Linked DNA regions of Mus musculus: all the other regions are linked to region 1. A link is a contact called in public promoter capture Hi-C data. All regions are on one chromosome and are shown on one strand. Each heading gives the region's core, a stretch centred on a gene start, on an enhancer-like site or on the middle of the called end of the contact. The rest is flanking DNA. Distances are from core to core; before and after follow the strand shown.

The links. Promoter capture Hi-C pulls out the DNA fragments that hold promoters and counts their contacts.
Region 2: a contact with region 1 is called in a promoter capture Hi-C map of pre-B cells. The contact joins the promoter of Fsbp here to the promoter of Otud6b in region 1. A contact is called at or near these places in 2 of 39 promoter capture datasets (cranial neural crest and pre-B cells).
Region 3: a contact with region 1 is called in a promoter capture Hi-C map of pre-B cells. The contact joins the promoter of Cdh17 here to the promoter of Otud6b in region 1. A contact is called at or near these places in 1 of 39 promoter capture datasets (pre-B cells) and 1 of 484 Hi-C or Micro-C datasets (B cells).

What each region holds. Positions count from the first base shown.
Region 1 is chr4:14,823,773-14,828,838 of GRCm38.p6, reverse strand. It overlaps Otud6b (OTU domain containing 6B), which reads left to right and starts at 2,426. Exons shown (of 7, transcript NM_152812.4): 1 at 2,426-2,548; 2 at 3,186-3,340. The coding sequence starts at 2,467.
Region 2 is chr4:11,577,552-11,582,617 of GRCm38.p6, reverse strand. It overlaps Fsbp (fibrinogen silencer binding protein), which reads right to left and starts at 2,956. Exons shown (of 2, transcript NM_001256142.1): 1 at 2,511-2,956. The coding sequence starts at 2,884. The region is part of intron 3 of Rad54b (RAD54 homolog B (S. cerevisiae)); the gene reads right to left.
Region 3 is chr4:11,755,600-11,760,665 of GRCm38.p6, reverse strand. It overlaps Cdh17 (cadherin 17), which reads right to left and starts at 2,509. Exons shown (of 18, transcript NM_019753.4): 1 at 2,385-2,509.

The DNA.
Region 1 (5,066 bases), core at 1,177-3,676:
AAGAATTCCTTCCAGTTGCTGTATTAATTAGTTTTCTGTTGTTGTAATGAAATATTACAATGAGGCCAACTTACAAAATAAACAACTTATTTGGCATATTTGGTTTTCACAGGATTAGAGTCCATGATGGTAGAGTGGAAACAAGATGGTGAGAGCTGAGTCTAAGGACTTATGCCTCCAATCACAGGATGGAATCAGAAAAACAACAAAACATCACTAACAACCCCAAGAAAACTGGGCTGACACATTTTTGGAATCAAAAGCCCATCCCCAATGACATACTTTCCTCAGCAATGCAATACCTTATGCTCCGACCCACATAGCACCACCAACTGGGGACCGCGTCTTCAAATATCTGAGCCTTTGGGGGTACATTCTTATTCAAACCAACTTCCACTTCCTGGCCCTATAGCCTGATGTCCACATCATAATGCAAAATGTATTTAGTCTAACTCCAGAAATTTCCAGTCTCTAAGCCTGGCAGGGTATACAGCTCTCATATAAAAATTACATTTCTCTGTGATTTTATTGCACTGCTTTTTGGCTTTTTAGAGTTGCAAGAAAAGTATCTTAGGTCATAACTGGATTTCTTAGTCTAGATACTTGTATAACACTCGCCCACAACATTGAAATTAAACAAAACAAAACAGGATATGTGTAGTTGTTCTTTTCTCTTCACCAAAATTAATTTAAATGTATCCCTGTAGTGACTATTCCTGGATGTCATCTTGACTATATCTGGAATGAAAAACAATCCAGAATTGGAAGGCTCACCTATGATCCTAATCTGGAGGCTGGGAGATGCAAGTTTCTGACCTAGATCTTGGCATGGAGCTCTTGAGGCATAGTGGCTATGAATCCCAGAAGATTAAGATAGGGAGATCTCTGAGTTCAAGGTCATCTGGGATTAAAGGCGTGGTGGAACACACCTTTAATCTGCACCACACCTTCTGAAGACTTCCATAAGTATGTTGGAAGAAGGAAGATTTACTCTGTCTTCTTCACCTGCCTACCTTGTGGGACTGAGCAACTGCTAGATCCTTGGACTTCCATTCACAGCTGCTGCTCACCATTGTTGGGGAGTTTGGGCTACAGACCGCAAGTCATCAATAAATTCCCTTGCTATATAGAGACTTTCCATAGGTTCTGTGACTCTAGAGAACCCTGACTAATACAACCCCTTACAGGTTTATACAGTTGTAGGTGCAGTTCATTATTCATCTCTGGAAATAAGTTTTCAATTATTTCCAGAAATATTATTTCAACTTCATTTGTTTTGTTCTGTCTCAGGCATTTATATATAAAAAAGAATATGTTTGTCTATCTATTTTTTTTAAGATCTATTTATTTATTATATGAAAGTACATTGTAGCTGTCTTCAGACACTCCAGAAGAGGGCATCATATTTCGCTATGGATGGTTGTGAGCCACCATGTGGTTGCTAGGATTTGAACTCGGGACCTTCAGAAGAGCAGTTGGCGCTCTTATCCACTGAGCCATCTCGCCAGCCCCTGTCTATCGACTTTTGAGACAGGGTCTCACCTATGTAACTCTCTGGACATCCTGGAACTCCCTATGTAGACAGGCTGGCCTCAAACTCACAGAGATCTGCCTGCCTGCCTCCTAAGTGCTGGGATTAAAGGCCTACACAACCACAATCAGCCCTAAATAGAGATTTTTTTTTTTTTTTAAATTTTACTGGACCAACACTCTGAGTCTTCCACTCCTGCCACCATTCCGTGAGCATTCTTGTTTGCCTTTGCTAATTTGTTTTTGTGGCACACGAGTTACATTTGTTAAATCTTGCCTCAAATCTTCAAAACACCCTGACATCACTGTTAATCGTTTTACAACTGAATTTAGCAAATGGACTTTACTAAGCTTAGTCCTTTTTTATCTCTTTCATCACTTATTTCAAGAGTAGGCATTCCTTACTTAGCGTTTCCCCTTTTACCACATTGTAAAAAAACAAAAAACAAACCATTCCCTAGTGTATGACTAATATAACGTAAAGATCCTCATTGAAAACAAACCACGCTTTTATTAAAATTAAAAAAAAAATCTTTTCAACATGTTTTGGCAAAGAGGACAACTACGGAGCGTTCTAAAGCACAAATTGAAAGCTGTGCGAAAGAACGTCCGTGATGTCATCTCCGTGCGCCCCGTCAGGGCCAATCGCCTGGCGCGTAGCTTTGTGCTGCGGTTGCTCCAGCGCCGGGCGCGTCCTTAATCGCACAATCCCAGCTTCCGGCGCGCCGCCCAGAGCGGTCCGAGCGCGCAGGCGCCCTAGCCCATGTCGGCGTCTCCCGGTTTCAGTGGTTAGACCTGGATCCGGAGCCGCCTTGAGGCGGGGCTGGGCCTTCCCGGCGGCCAATGGCGCCCCGGGTGAGGGTTGAGGAGTGGGAGGTGCTGGCCCTCCTGAGGTGCGGATCTCCTTCAGCGCGGGTGCCGGGCCGCCTGGTCGTCATGGAGGAGGTCGTGGCTGAAGAGCTCGATGATGAGGAGCAGCTGGTGAGAAGGCATCGGAAGGAGAAGAAGGAGCTGCAAGGTGACGGGAAAGGGGCTGGGAATGTAAGAGGCGTCCACACCCAAGGCTGGGAGCGTGGAGTGTGTCCTCTGGTACCTGGACGGGCACACGTCCTGGATCCGTCTAGGCTTTCCCTCAGATAACTTTTGATCAGTCTTCTCCAGCTTTCCCCATTCCCTCGACCCCCTTATTTGCAGTCCCCGGAGATGTCCCCGTGTGCGACCTGCCGTGGACCCCTAGCGGGTCCGGTGCACGTGCTGCTGCTGAGTGATGTGCCTGGAGACCAAAGTCTTGGACCTCCTCTTCCTCCCTTCCCATTCCTGCCCCCGATCCCGACGCCTGGCCTTAGTGGTGTGGTCTGAATTGCTTCTCCTTGGCTTGTCGGTCACAGAGAAAGATATTTAAAAGGCAGAAGTTTTACCTTAGTATAGTTTTTTAACCTTGGTTTTGCCCTGTCAAACCAAACAAATTCGAGATTGTGTTTACGTTGGGTCGCAAGCCTCATCCGGACCTTTCTCCGTAGCTGATTGTTGTGTCATGATTAATTGCTTCTATAATTACTTTACATTCTATAATTGTACCTCTTCCCACCCTCTTAACTGCTTTTCGCTTTTTGGTCCGGGGGCTCTGACACGGCTGTTTTGATGACTTTTTTTAGCCAAAATTCAGGGAATGAAGAACGCTGTTCCCAAAAACGACAAAAAGAGGAGGAAGCAGCTCACGGAAGATGTTGCTAAATTGGAAAGAGAAATGGAGCAAAAACACAGGGAAGAACTGGAGCAATTGAAGCAATTGACTTTCAAGGACAGTAAGGTATGGGGAGCGAAGCTTGTCTCTGAGCCCGAGCAAACAGCTGTCTGAGTGTGTTGAACTGCTTATTGAATACGGTCTCAAAATTCTGAAATCGAGTCATACAGTCACACATCACATTTCCTCGACATTAGTTTTTTTAGACAGAGTGCCTTGTAGTCTAGGCTGTCACCCATGTGGATTTGGAGCAGAGGCTAAACCTTGAACTTTAACTTCAGATCCTACTGGTGTGACTTCACAAGTGCTGGGATTACAGGCATGCACCACCACACCTAGCTGTACATTTCTTTAGTATTTTTGTGACCAGGTTTATGGGCAGATTTTCTTTTTTTAAATGGAAGAACAGCAAAAAAGTGCCTACTTCCTTAACCTAATAACCATGTAAAGTATAAGTTATTGCCAGATAAGGTTTGCCTTGAGTGAAAGTTGGCAGCCGAGACTGCTCGTCAGGAACTCCTGATGAATGAGATTGTAACCTCGGCAAAGCTTCTTAATCAACCCTAGAATAAATTTCTCCACATGGGACAATAAATATGAAATTATAGTTAAGTAGAGAAAGCTGTCCTGAAACTCACTCTGTAGACCAGAAATCCGCCGGCCTCTGCCTCCCGAGTGCTGGGATCAAAGGTGTGCGCCACCATGCCCGGCTCCATGCATCTGCTTGGTGTTTACCATTCTGCCTAATGTGTATACCAGCTACTTTGTTCAAAGGATATAGTTGTCAGTAACACTGTAAGGTAATAGCCATGAAGTAATGTAGATAATCACACGAGTCCAGTAGGAAACCAGCTTAAAGAGATTAAGAATTTTGTCCCGAAGTCATAATAGTTCTTGAGGTGACAAACACTAGAATTCAAAACCAAACTCATAGTTATACCCTGATATAATTTAGTAATTTGTTGCCTGGTTTTTGGCTATGAAGGGTCATATAGTCTACAACCTCAGTTACCTCAGTTAACTGTTGATAGGAACTTCCTTTTTTTTTTTTTTTAAGATTTATGTATATGAGTACACCCTTGTTCTCTTCAGACACACTAGAAGAGGGCATCAGATCCCATTACAGATGTGAGCCACCATGTGGTTGCTGGGAATTGAACTCAGGACCTCTGGAAGAGCAGCCAGTGCTCTTAACTGCTGAGCCATCTCTCCAGCCCAGATAGGAATTTTCTTAGTTTTGTGCAAGATCTCGTCTTCTCGTCTTCTGTAAGTTTGGATTCATTTTTGTTCTGTTGACAAAGGAACAGTTTCTGTGTATCCATTTACACAGAGTACCAAGTATAGTGTCAAAGTCTTCGGTTTCCTTTCTTAGTCACCATGTTCCTGGCCTTTCTTACTGTTAAAATACTTTTCTCTCTAGCCTAGCATGGTGATACATGCTTGTAGTCCCAGCACGCAGGAGGTACTCATGGAGGTTGTGAGTTTGAGGCCAGCCTGAGCTTCATAGTAAGACCCTATCTCAAAACCCAACAGTAGCAGCAGAAAAGAAAGTGACAAGAAAACTTTTATCGTGGCTGCCAGTGTGGCTCACTAGGTAAGGTGCTTGATTTTTAACCTGATCACCTGAGTTCTATCCCTGGAACCCAGGGAACTAAATGGAAGAAAGAGAAAACTGCCTCAAACAAGTTATCCTGACTTCTATGCCTCCATGTGCTCTTATGGCATGTATGCACATGTGCACATATTCTCTCCCCCCCTCCCCCCCCACCCATACACACGCAGATACACACAC
Region 2 (5,066 bases), core at 1,707-4,206, 3.2 Mb after region 1:
AAACTATAAATAAAAATTGTTTTAAATTATCTTCATAATTTTTACTGCAAATAGCATGTAGCATATAAATATAGGCATTATACTCCCATACTACTTAAAAATATGCTTATACCTCGATTATTCATTCCATTTTGGTGAAACATTCTAAGTAGTAAAACATAACATTAGAAAGAATATCTCAAAAAAGATAAACAGAAGTAAAAATTTCTACAAACTAAAACTATAAATAAATTTAGAGGATCAAAAAGATTATAAAACATAAACTACTATCTAGTTTTTGAGACATAAAATTTTTTGAAAGGGGGCTGGAGAGATGGCTCAGTGGTTAAGAACATCGACTGCTTTTCCAGAGTTCCTGAGTTCAATTCCCAGCAACCACATGATGGTTCATAACCATCTATAATGGGATCCAATGCCCTCTTCTGAAGTGTCTGAAGACAGCTACAGTGGACTCACATAAATAAAATAAATATAATTTTTAAAAATCATTCTAAGTTGTAAAGTTAGAAAATATTAAAATAGATATTTTTTTAAAATATATAACGTGCAGGAAAATTTCCTAGTAGAGTGTCTAATCAAGTTAATAGTAATATTTGTATAAAAATATAATCAAATAGATTTTAAAACTTCTGGGGATAATTAGGATTTGAGATTCTCTCAGCTAAATAAATACATAGCTGAGATAAATAAATAAATTTATTAAATGAATGAGCTAGCAAAAAATATCAATGTAGATACTAATATAAGTGGCATTTTTTTTATATTCTTCCTTTTTAAAACCTAATAAAGAGTGCTATTTCAACAACAGATCTAGAAATATACAAATCAGCTAGCTCATTTCTACCAGAGAAATGTTGGTGTGTCAAAAGCTTGTGTGTGTGTGTATGTGTGTGAGTATGTGTGTGTGTGTGTGTCTCACAGAGAGAAACAGAGAAGCAGAGAGAGAGATGTTGATCAGAATTAAGCAGGTACCTACTCATGTGCTCTTCTGTATTCACTGTATATTTTAAATGTCATCAACTAAAATCACAGTATCTATGTATCATTTCCAAATTACAAAAATCTAAATTTAATACCCAAAAGGTATAGTTTTATACCAGTAAAACAAAAGTCATTTCTCTTCAGGCTATTTTTGAAAAGAGCAAAATTTAAAACAAGTAGTCCAGTGTCAAACGCTTTTACTGTGGAGATTACCCATCCAATAGATTACCCAATAGAATCTCATTGCCATCACAGTGAAAATTTCTCGCAGTGGTCGAAAGAATTAACCCCCTGCACAGCCATGTCCTGAATTCCCAGATGCAGTGCTTTTTTAAAAAAAAAAAAAATCACATAAAAATAAGCAGTATAGGGTAAAACACTAAAAAATATCTTTTAATGTTACCAAAACAACAGACAGTTTCAGCTAAAATGTTTTCTCCCCTAACTTCAAAAAGTCCCACAGGTAGTCAGCAATTTTGCTTATCTAACGCCTCTCCTAGAGCAGCAAAGCACTTGAGTCTTTGTTTGAAAGGGCCTTCAACTAATAGAGCTTGCAGTTTGTGTAAAGTACCCTAAGTCAGTCAGTAGAAAGGAAAGGAGCTGCCATTTTTATCTTATGTCAAGAATTAAATTTAAATTGATCACAGGTAACAGCTTTTAAAATTTTTAGGCAAACAATCATACCTAACGCAAACTGTTTTCAATCCCTATTTCAGTTGCCCTTATTAAATGTGAGTCTTATAAGTTACAGAGGGCAGTATGAGAAAGTTTACCTTCCCTATGAGCCAATGTCAGAGTGGAACTAGACCATTAGCCAATTACACTTTACTCTGTTATGTAACTGGAACCCCTTAGCTAGCTATTAAGCTCCTTTCGTCAATGTGTCTGTCTTACCAACTTCAAACACACTAGAGAAACAAAACAGTCTTCACTTAGAATCAATCATGTTATCTATCAAGGAAGTTTTGTTACTTTAGTGCATATTCAGGAAATATACACAGTAATAATTCATAAAAAAACAAAGTCCCCATTTGCTCCCAAAACTACTAACTTCATATAACTTTTATGTAAAAAAATTTTTTTTTAATTTCAATGACATGTAATCTTTAAAAAGAATAATTTCTCACAGAAGCAAGTAATCTAATTTTAAGGCTTACAAGTTTATGAGATATAATCAAAGTATATAATAAATGTGTAAAAATGTCATAGTAAAACCCATTACTTTATACACTCTACGCTATGAAGGCTTTAAAGTTCACTTAGTGATGTCACAGCTTCATCCCATCAATTCTGCCTTAACTTTTACTTGTGGAATCGGCAGGATGGAGGGAAAGCAGCTGCAAGCTGTCCTAACAGAGAACTCCTCAGAGCTTTACTTTTTTTTTTTTTTTTTAAGAAAGCAAAACAAAGACACTGTTCACGGCTCCCCTTGTGGGGACGCTCGCTATGCACATGTCTAGCACAGCTAAGCCAGAGCCCAAGAGATAGGAGGCGCCATAATTCCCACAACAAAATAAAATAAGGCTTACCTCTGTATGTGGCTCCTGTCTCTTATGAGGCCGAAGCTGGCAATCTGGGGAATCATTTCCATGACTTGCTTGGTGGGCTCCGAAACACTGCTTTTAAACTCAGACTGGGCCTCCTTTTGCTGCAATAGCTCCTGTTTGGCATATTCTTTGAGCCTTTTGTAAAGGCTGCGTAGGCCCTGAGCTGTGCGAGGAGGGCGGTCTACTCCAATCGCATTATAGTTAACTGCTATGACATCCCAACATCTATTCTTTTCCACTATTACTGAATTTTTATTAGTGTGCTCTTCGAGAATTTTCACATATGGCTTCACAAGGTTTAGCAAATCAAGCTTTTCAGATAAGGTAAAATTGGAAGATCTAGCCTTTCCTACCATTGTTCTTTTGGAATTAAGTAGGCCGTTTCTGAAACCACCATGCAGCCTTCAGCTCTGCTCAGCTCTTTTCACAAACAGAAAGATCAGGCTTAACTAGGCTAGCCTCATTTAGGCCCACGCCTACAGGGGAGGGCTTATTAAAATTCCTCCAGCTTAAGCTGACTTACGCAGGTTCAGGAAAGCCGCTTAAGCCAAGCCTGACCTACATAAAGCTAGCTTCTCACAGAAGGCAGGAGAGCACAAGCAAAACACACTTGTGTATACAGGGAGCAGCTCCAGATAGGATTTAATGCACAAAGGTCTGGAGATAAGCAGGAACCACAGCTTAAAATGAGCTAATTTAGTGAGAATATCACATTTCCACGCATGTATGCTGGCAGAGGGGCTGAAACAGCACCGCAGTCACTTTAATAAAAACAAAAGAGGAACTGTTCTGTGTTATTTGTTTACAAATCTAGTAGACCGAAAAACACAAGACACCAGGCAGGGGTGAACGTGGCGGTTCCTGACAAAGCTCTAATCACTGCCTCTGAGCTGGGTGTTCTCCCTTACAGACTCTGCATACTGCTGGTCCTGCTGTCAATCAGGAATTGCATAGCCTCTAGCTAGTTAGGTTACACCAGCTCAGACTGCAGGAAAGCTAAGCTTCCTCGTCGTCTCCAGCGGATAGTATCCTCTGCATAATTGTGTTATTCAAGGACAAGTGTTTACTGAATACTAGATATAAAACCCAGATAAAAATATTCGCTATTACTCTACCTGTATCGTACGTAAATATGCTATCCTGCTTTATCATGTGTAAAAATTAATGGTGAGAAATGGCATGATCATGTACAAACAAAATCGTGTTTCTATTAAAGCAATGTCTTGTTTATCTTAATCACACCACATGGACTATGAAAAGGAACACCTAATCTAGCTATGAGTTTTCCTGTTTAATGCTAGTCTGAAGCACGTGATCATCATGAAAACAAAGCAAGCTCATTTCCTCCCGGTGTGCTTGTCCAGATAGGGGATTACCTGGAACGGATGAAAGACGTGAGGTGCAGCAAGTGCTTAACACGTTCAAGGCCCCAGCTTTAATCTCCAGCGCCTCAAAACTAAAGAAATAGTAAAGAAAACGCAACTTGAACATGTTTGATTCAGGCAAAGACCGGCAAGACAGCTCATCTGGTGAAAGCATGCTGCCAAGGCCCACAGCCTGCCCTTGATCCCTAGGCTCACATGGTGGAAGGCAAAACCAACTCCCAAAGCCGCGGCCGCATGCAACTAAGCAAGTGCTGTTTAGGAGGTAAGAGCAACTCTGTACAACAGTTAAGCAAACCTACACCAATGGTCCTGACCACAGCTCAAGACCCCAAATATAAAGGTGCATCTAGACACAGCCGCTTGGTAGAAAGCAGGAGTGCACAGAAATGCTACAAAGATGTCTCCTGGTGCAGGAGGTCTTTATGATTGCTGGCCACATGCTGGACCCCTGATCTACAACTCAGCCCCTAAAGTTATTTACTTTGTTTTCATTTCTTTAACCAAGAAGCAAACTAAACTTACTGAATCCTCACTTTGTTGGAGCTGTTTGCTATTGATTTGAGACAGTCTCCCTGTATAGCTCAAATTCTCAATGTAGCCCAGGCTAGCCTCCAACTCATGATTACCCTGAGTACTAGACAATAAACATGTACAAACAGGATCAATGAGCCTAGCAAAATGCTGCAAGCTTTAAATGTATTATCTCTTCAAAAAGTAAAACGAACATGTGGAAATCCTTTTGGGGTACCGCTTGGCAGGAGTCTGACATTGGCCAAGGACAAGGAAACGGGCTTCAGGCAGGAATCTGATACTAGGGCATAATAAGGAAGTAAATTTCCACAAGAATCTAACTTTAGGCTGTAAAAGGGGAGTAGGTTAAGGCAGGAATTTTAGTCTTAGGGTGGAACTAGGCTTCAGGCAAGATTTTGGGCTTGGACGAGGAAGTGGGCTCAAGTATTTTGGTCATTATGACAAGCCCTTTTTAACAACTAACTTGGGAGTAATCACTTCACTTGCTGCTTTGTTAGTAGTTCCTTATGGTGCTGCTTGCCGAAAATACTTGCATGTAATTAAAATGGTATAAAAAGTGGGTTAGAAAATAAAAATTTGCCTTCAGTCTCAGAATAGACTGGGGTCACACTACAATGTTGTC
Region 3 (5,066 bases), core at 1,260-3,759, 3.1 Mb after region 1:
AGCCCAGGAAAAAGCTTTACTGACTGAATTCTATCAGAGATCAAAGACGGAAGCACAGTGTAGCCAGCATGCATGTGAGGAACATGTTCATCTTTAAACATCTTCCAAAACACAGACCTAGAGTTCTGATTCTCTTCACTCCAGAGCTGCATGTAGCACTTGCCTACCATGATTGTGGCCCTGGGTTTAATCATACCAACAAGTGATAACCTTTTAAATATGGTAAGAAAGTATCGAATCTAGATATCTTAGATAAATTCATATTGTCATTATTAGAGAATTTTTTTTAAAAGTTAAGGTTTTCTTTACCACCTATGCAACTAGGAAATATAGCTTAATCTGTTAAGTGTTATGTACATGAAAATATATATTTTAATACAATTAATAATTGAGTCACTGGGTGACTGTCTTATTGTAGTAAGTTAATATGCCTCAAATTGAAGTAAATATTCATGTTCATTATCACAACTTACAAATGACAGATGGGTCAGACACGTAAGAAAATTCATCATATCTTCCATTGTTTAAGAATCAATGAGTTGGCCACAGAAAGGCTAGACCCATTCTAAGTTAAACACCAGAAGTTTCTGAATGAACACAATTTTATGACAACAAATGACTAAGTGTTTCCACACCCATATGTGCATTTATTCGTGGACCTTCTGAGACAGGAACAAAAGGATGCACAGGGTTGCTTCCCAGAGTCCTCTCCCAACACAAAAGTGTAGCAGGTTCTCTTTCTGGATCCTGCCTTTGACAGTAGGACACAGGACAAACTTTGGCCTTGGTAAGAAGAAAATACTGCAAATGCAGTATTTATGTTCAACAGCAATGACTTCCCTCAGAGCTCAGATCTTCCCTCAGATCTTCAAACCTGAAGACTTATATGGAAACTGTCTGGGGGACTTTTGACTTTTGAATATTATTCATCAGAACCCAATCATCTTATCATTCTTATTATCATGTCCAATCCCATGTTCTTAACATAGCTTGGGGGGATGTGTGTGTGGTGTGTGTGTGTGTGTGCGCGCACACACACGCACACAATAGAGAATGATCTTTCTAGAAGGCTGTGGTGGTACACACATATAATCCTAACATGCAGGAGAATCATAAGCACAAGGCGGGTGTTTTTGTTTTTGTTTTTGTTTTCTTACAGAGCAAACAGTAACACCTCAGCTTGACCTGACTCAGTATCTGGACTTTCTCCTGAAAAAGAAAGCCAACCTTCACTGAGGGGCTACCATTACAGCAAGCACTTTACCTATGCATTTGTTCCTCATGGTCACCCACTTGGGCAGATTATCTGTTATCTAAATGAAAAAGATTAAGGTTCAGAGAACATAAGTGCACAGCCTCATGTGCTCTAGCCAATCAATGATGAAATGGGCCCAACCCAACTGACCAACCCCAAAGACTCATAAAATGCATGTCCCCCAGTTAACTGTAGACTCTCCAGAAAAGGAGTCCTTTTATTTCTTTAGAACACCTCAATGTTGACTGTTTTTCTTGTTATCCCAGTGTGCACTTTCTTCTTTTAAACAATGCCTTACTTGCTACTTACATTTTTATAGAAAAGTATGAAAGAAAGTATTGCCCAAACAGTTTGCTTGGTACACCCTACTACAGGGAGCATCTGTGTCATTTCTATAAAGTCACCTGTAATCAAAACACACTGGCAATGGCCAAAACTATGAAGATTCCCAGTGCGCATATGATATCTTGAGAATCCCTCATTAGCAGACAGTTCATCTGCTATGAAGGGAACCAGAAGCACCCCACCCCACCCCCACAGCAACTTCCCTTTCCCACCTGCAAGGTGGGACTGGTCTCCCTTTCGCTCTTCTTCTAGTGCTTTCTTTAAAAGTCTCCTTTCTCCTCTGTGCCAACCCTTCCACGTTCCAGACAGTGTTAAGAATCCAACACTGGATTTGTCTCCTCCAAAAAGTAGACTGAATGATCTCTAAAGACATGTGAGAGACACCACAACTTATGAGACTAGGATTCTAACTCCAATTCCTACAACATAGTTCTGGAAATGTTCTCAGACCAGTTTTAGATGCTGATCCCTAATGACAGGTGCTCACACTCATTTACACCTCAGAGAACCCAATGTTCCCTTAGTTCCACTCCAAGTTCAGTTCGACCAAAAGCCACTTTCATCCAGTGAGTGTCTGAAATACAGACTCATGAGAAATAACTATTAGAGAAAGGAACTGTGTCCTCCCCAAAAGCTAAGGACACCAGGGACAAGCACCTTTTGTAGCTGTACACACTTGGCCTCAAGGGATACATTTATCAGCCCTTCTTAAGCCATCCACCCATCATCTAAGTTATCATTCTTACAAACTTCTGGAAGAATACTGAGGACAATTCACCCTTACCTTTCAGTAAGTAAGAAATGCTGCTTAGAAGTTTTTGTCGTCCATTCAGCCGTGGAGACACTTGCTGTGGCTGAAGAACCCTAAGAGACACTTCCTCAACCTGTTCTGCTCCTCTAGCCTCTCCCTTCACCCACCCCCCCAGTCAAACATTAACCACAACATTTTTATTGATATCTGAGAGTCACTGGGTATCATAAAAGGTATCATTACATTCAGTCCAGGAAAGAAGTTACTTTATACCCATTCATACCAAACATGCTTTCAAACTGGTTGCTGAGTTGTTGGTGGTGGTGGTGTTGTTTTAAATATATGAATAAGTTAGGAGTTAAGAAGTTTAAATGAGGAAGTTGAGTGTGTATCCAACTATCTCTGGAGTGTGAGCTCTGTGGCATCAAAGAGGGTTGCTAACATTTTACACAATCACTTATTGTAGTGTCTGCAAAGGAGACTGTCAACAAGTATGCGTATAGGTTCTGTACAAGTCCAAACTACAAGGCACCAAGTTTGCTGACAGTGTCACCCACTGACAGACACTGACAAGTGATTTTGTAGATGGCCCAGATGCCATGCTGAAAGACACAGTGGCTGTTCCAACTTCTGAAAGACACGGTAACCCAACAAACACAGTTCTGTTCTGTTTTGTTTTGTTTTGTTTTGTTTTGTTTTGTTTTGTTTTGTTTTGAAGCTACTGCCACAGACATCTTAAGCCAAGGCGTCTTTCTGACTGATGGCTAAGTCCCACTCTTCAGTGCCTCCAGGAAACCATCTTGAAAATGTGAAGTGATACCAGGCAGAGGTCACATAGGTCAAAGTTTACCCTGTTTCTGGGGACCTTCTGAAGTGTGTCTGGATGTCTCCTGAACTGCTGTTTCCCTTCCCTTCCATTGCTGGCTTCAGAGCACTCTTAATGGGAGCTCCCTCCCTCTAAGATCTCCTGAACAGCTTTCCTGGGTGCTCTAACAGTGGAACTGCCCTCCCTCCTCAGTCTCACGGCTAAGCTCACTGTGTTTAGAGAAGTAAGATTAACTCGGCCAAGAACTTCTCAAATTTTGACCATCTCTGCTTTCCCATCTGCTAGACAAAATGACCTTGGGACACAAAATCAAATAGCTTCATCCTGCCTGATGATTCACTTCCTGGAATCAATCAATTGCATCTCTCCTCACAGAACTTCTCTGGAAGGAGTTGGCTTCTTGCCTAGTAGTCTTTTAATAATGTGTGTAAAATATAATTTTTAAGTCTACAAAGTTTTTGTGTGTGTTGGGGGGTGTTTTTGCTTTTGTTTTGCTTTAGGAAAAGCAGATTCATAGACGGGTAAATTTATAGATTGCTGTTGTTTTCAGTAATAATACCATGCCACCAGGGCCATGGCACATGGGCATATAAGTTAAAGGTATCTCTTCAGCTAGTCTTCTCAAGTCTATGAATAGATTCCAGCTTAGACACAGGAAACAGAGTAAGGAGAGATTTTCTATCTGGTGGAGTCACTCAGCCTGTGACAATACAGTCTATCCTACCAGGCCTATCTGATTTACAACAAAGACAGCATTCAGACCTGGATTATGTTCTTCCTGTTCCTGTGACTAATAAGAGTAAAAATCCCCCCATGGGTCCATTCTTATCAGGAGATGACCACGATCCTGCTTGTGTCCCTAGTTCTGCTACTTTTGTTCTTGACTTCGAACTCATAATTGGTTAAACCCTGAGAAGTCCCAAGCCAGCCAACCATGTTGCATGCGATTGAGTTTCTGAATTGTTGTTTCCTGTCTTCTCTGGAGTAAGAGGGTCACATGGTTCTGAGAGAAGCATTACTAGCATCAAACCAGTATCCTCCCAGACTCACTCCAAAGACAGACGATTCCTGTTAACATGGGTCAGGGTAGATACCGCTGAGTTTTAGAAATTAATTTGCATGCAGTGACAACAGGAGTTTAACACCTTCTTGGTAATAACAGGATAATAACAGGAATAAGGATAATATAGGTAATAAAACTAGTGATTTCCCCTTTGAAAGCAGAGGACATAGGATTTTTATGACAAGAACAATTGAATAAGGGGCAGTCAGTGCTGAGCTGTACCTGTAAGCTGTACCTGTTAGCATGAGAATGAGAGGTTTGGTCTCTGGTGCCCACGTAAAAAAAAACAGCACGGACTCATAACCCCAGAACTGAGAAAGTAGAGACAGAAACATCTCTAGAGTTTGCTGGACAACCAGTCTTGCCTAACTAGTTAGTTCCTTAGTCCCAGTTGGGAGACCCTATGTCAAACAGACAAGCTCCTGGGGTATGCACATGCATGCATATCCGCACAAACCTAAGCATGCACACACATATGAAACATTAGTATTCATATAAAAGAGTTTAATTGTAGTTACCCTATAAAGGGGATACGTTCCTCCCATATGCCACAGGTTGACAAAACAAAAAGCCCACTGTCACGTGTAGGATAAATTGTTGGTTAGGGGTGTTCTAGAGACTCCCCAAATAATATAGCCTATGTCTATTACTCTTAGTTGCCCACCAGAACTTTAGGCTAAGACCCTCTTAACTGAAGACTCCACTACATGGAGGAAATCAAGTTGTTACTGACCAGGAAGCTTTCTGTCTGTTAATTAGCTTTCATGGTACCCAAAGATGCTATGCAGGCTTCTGGGGTAGAAAAATCACCAAGGGTCTCACCAGA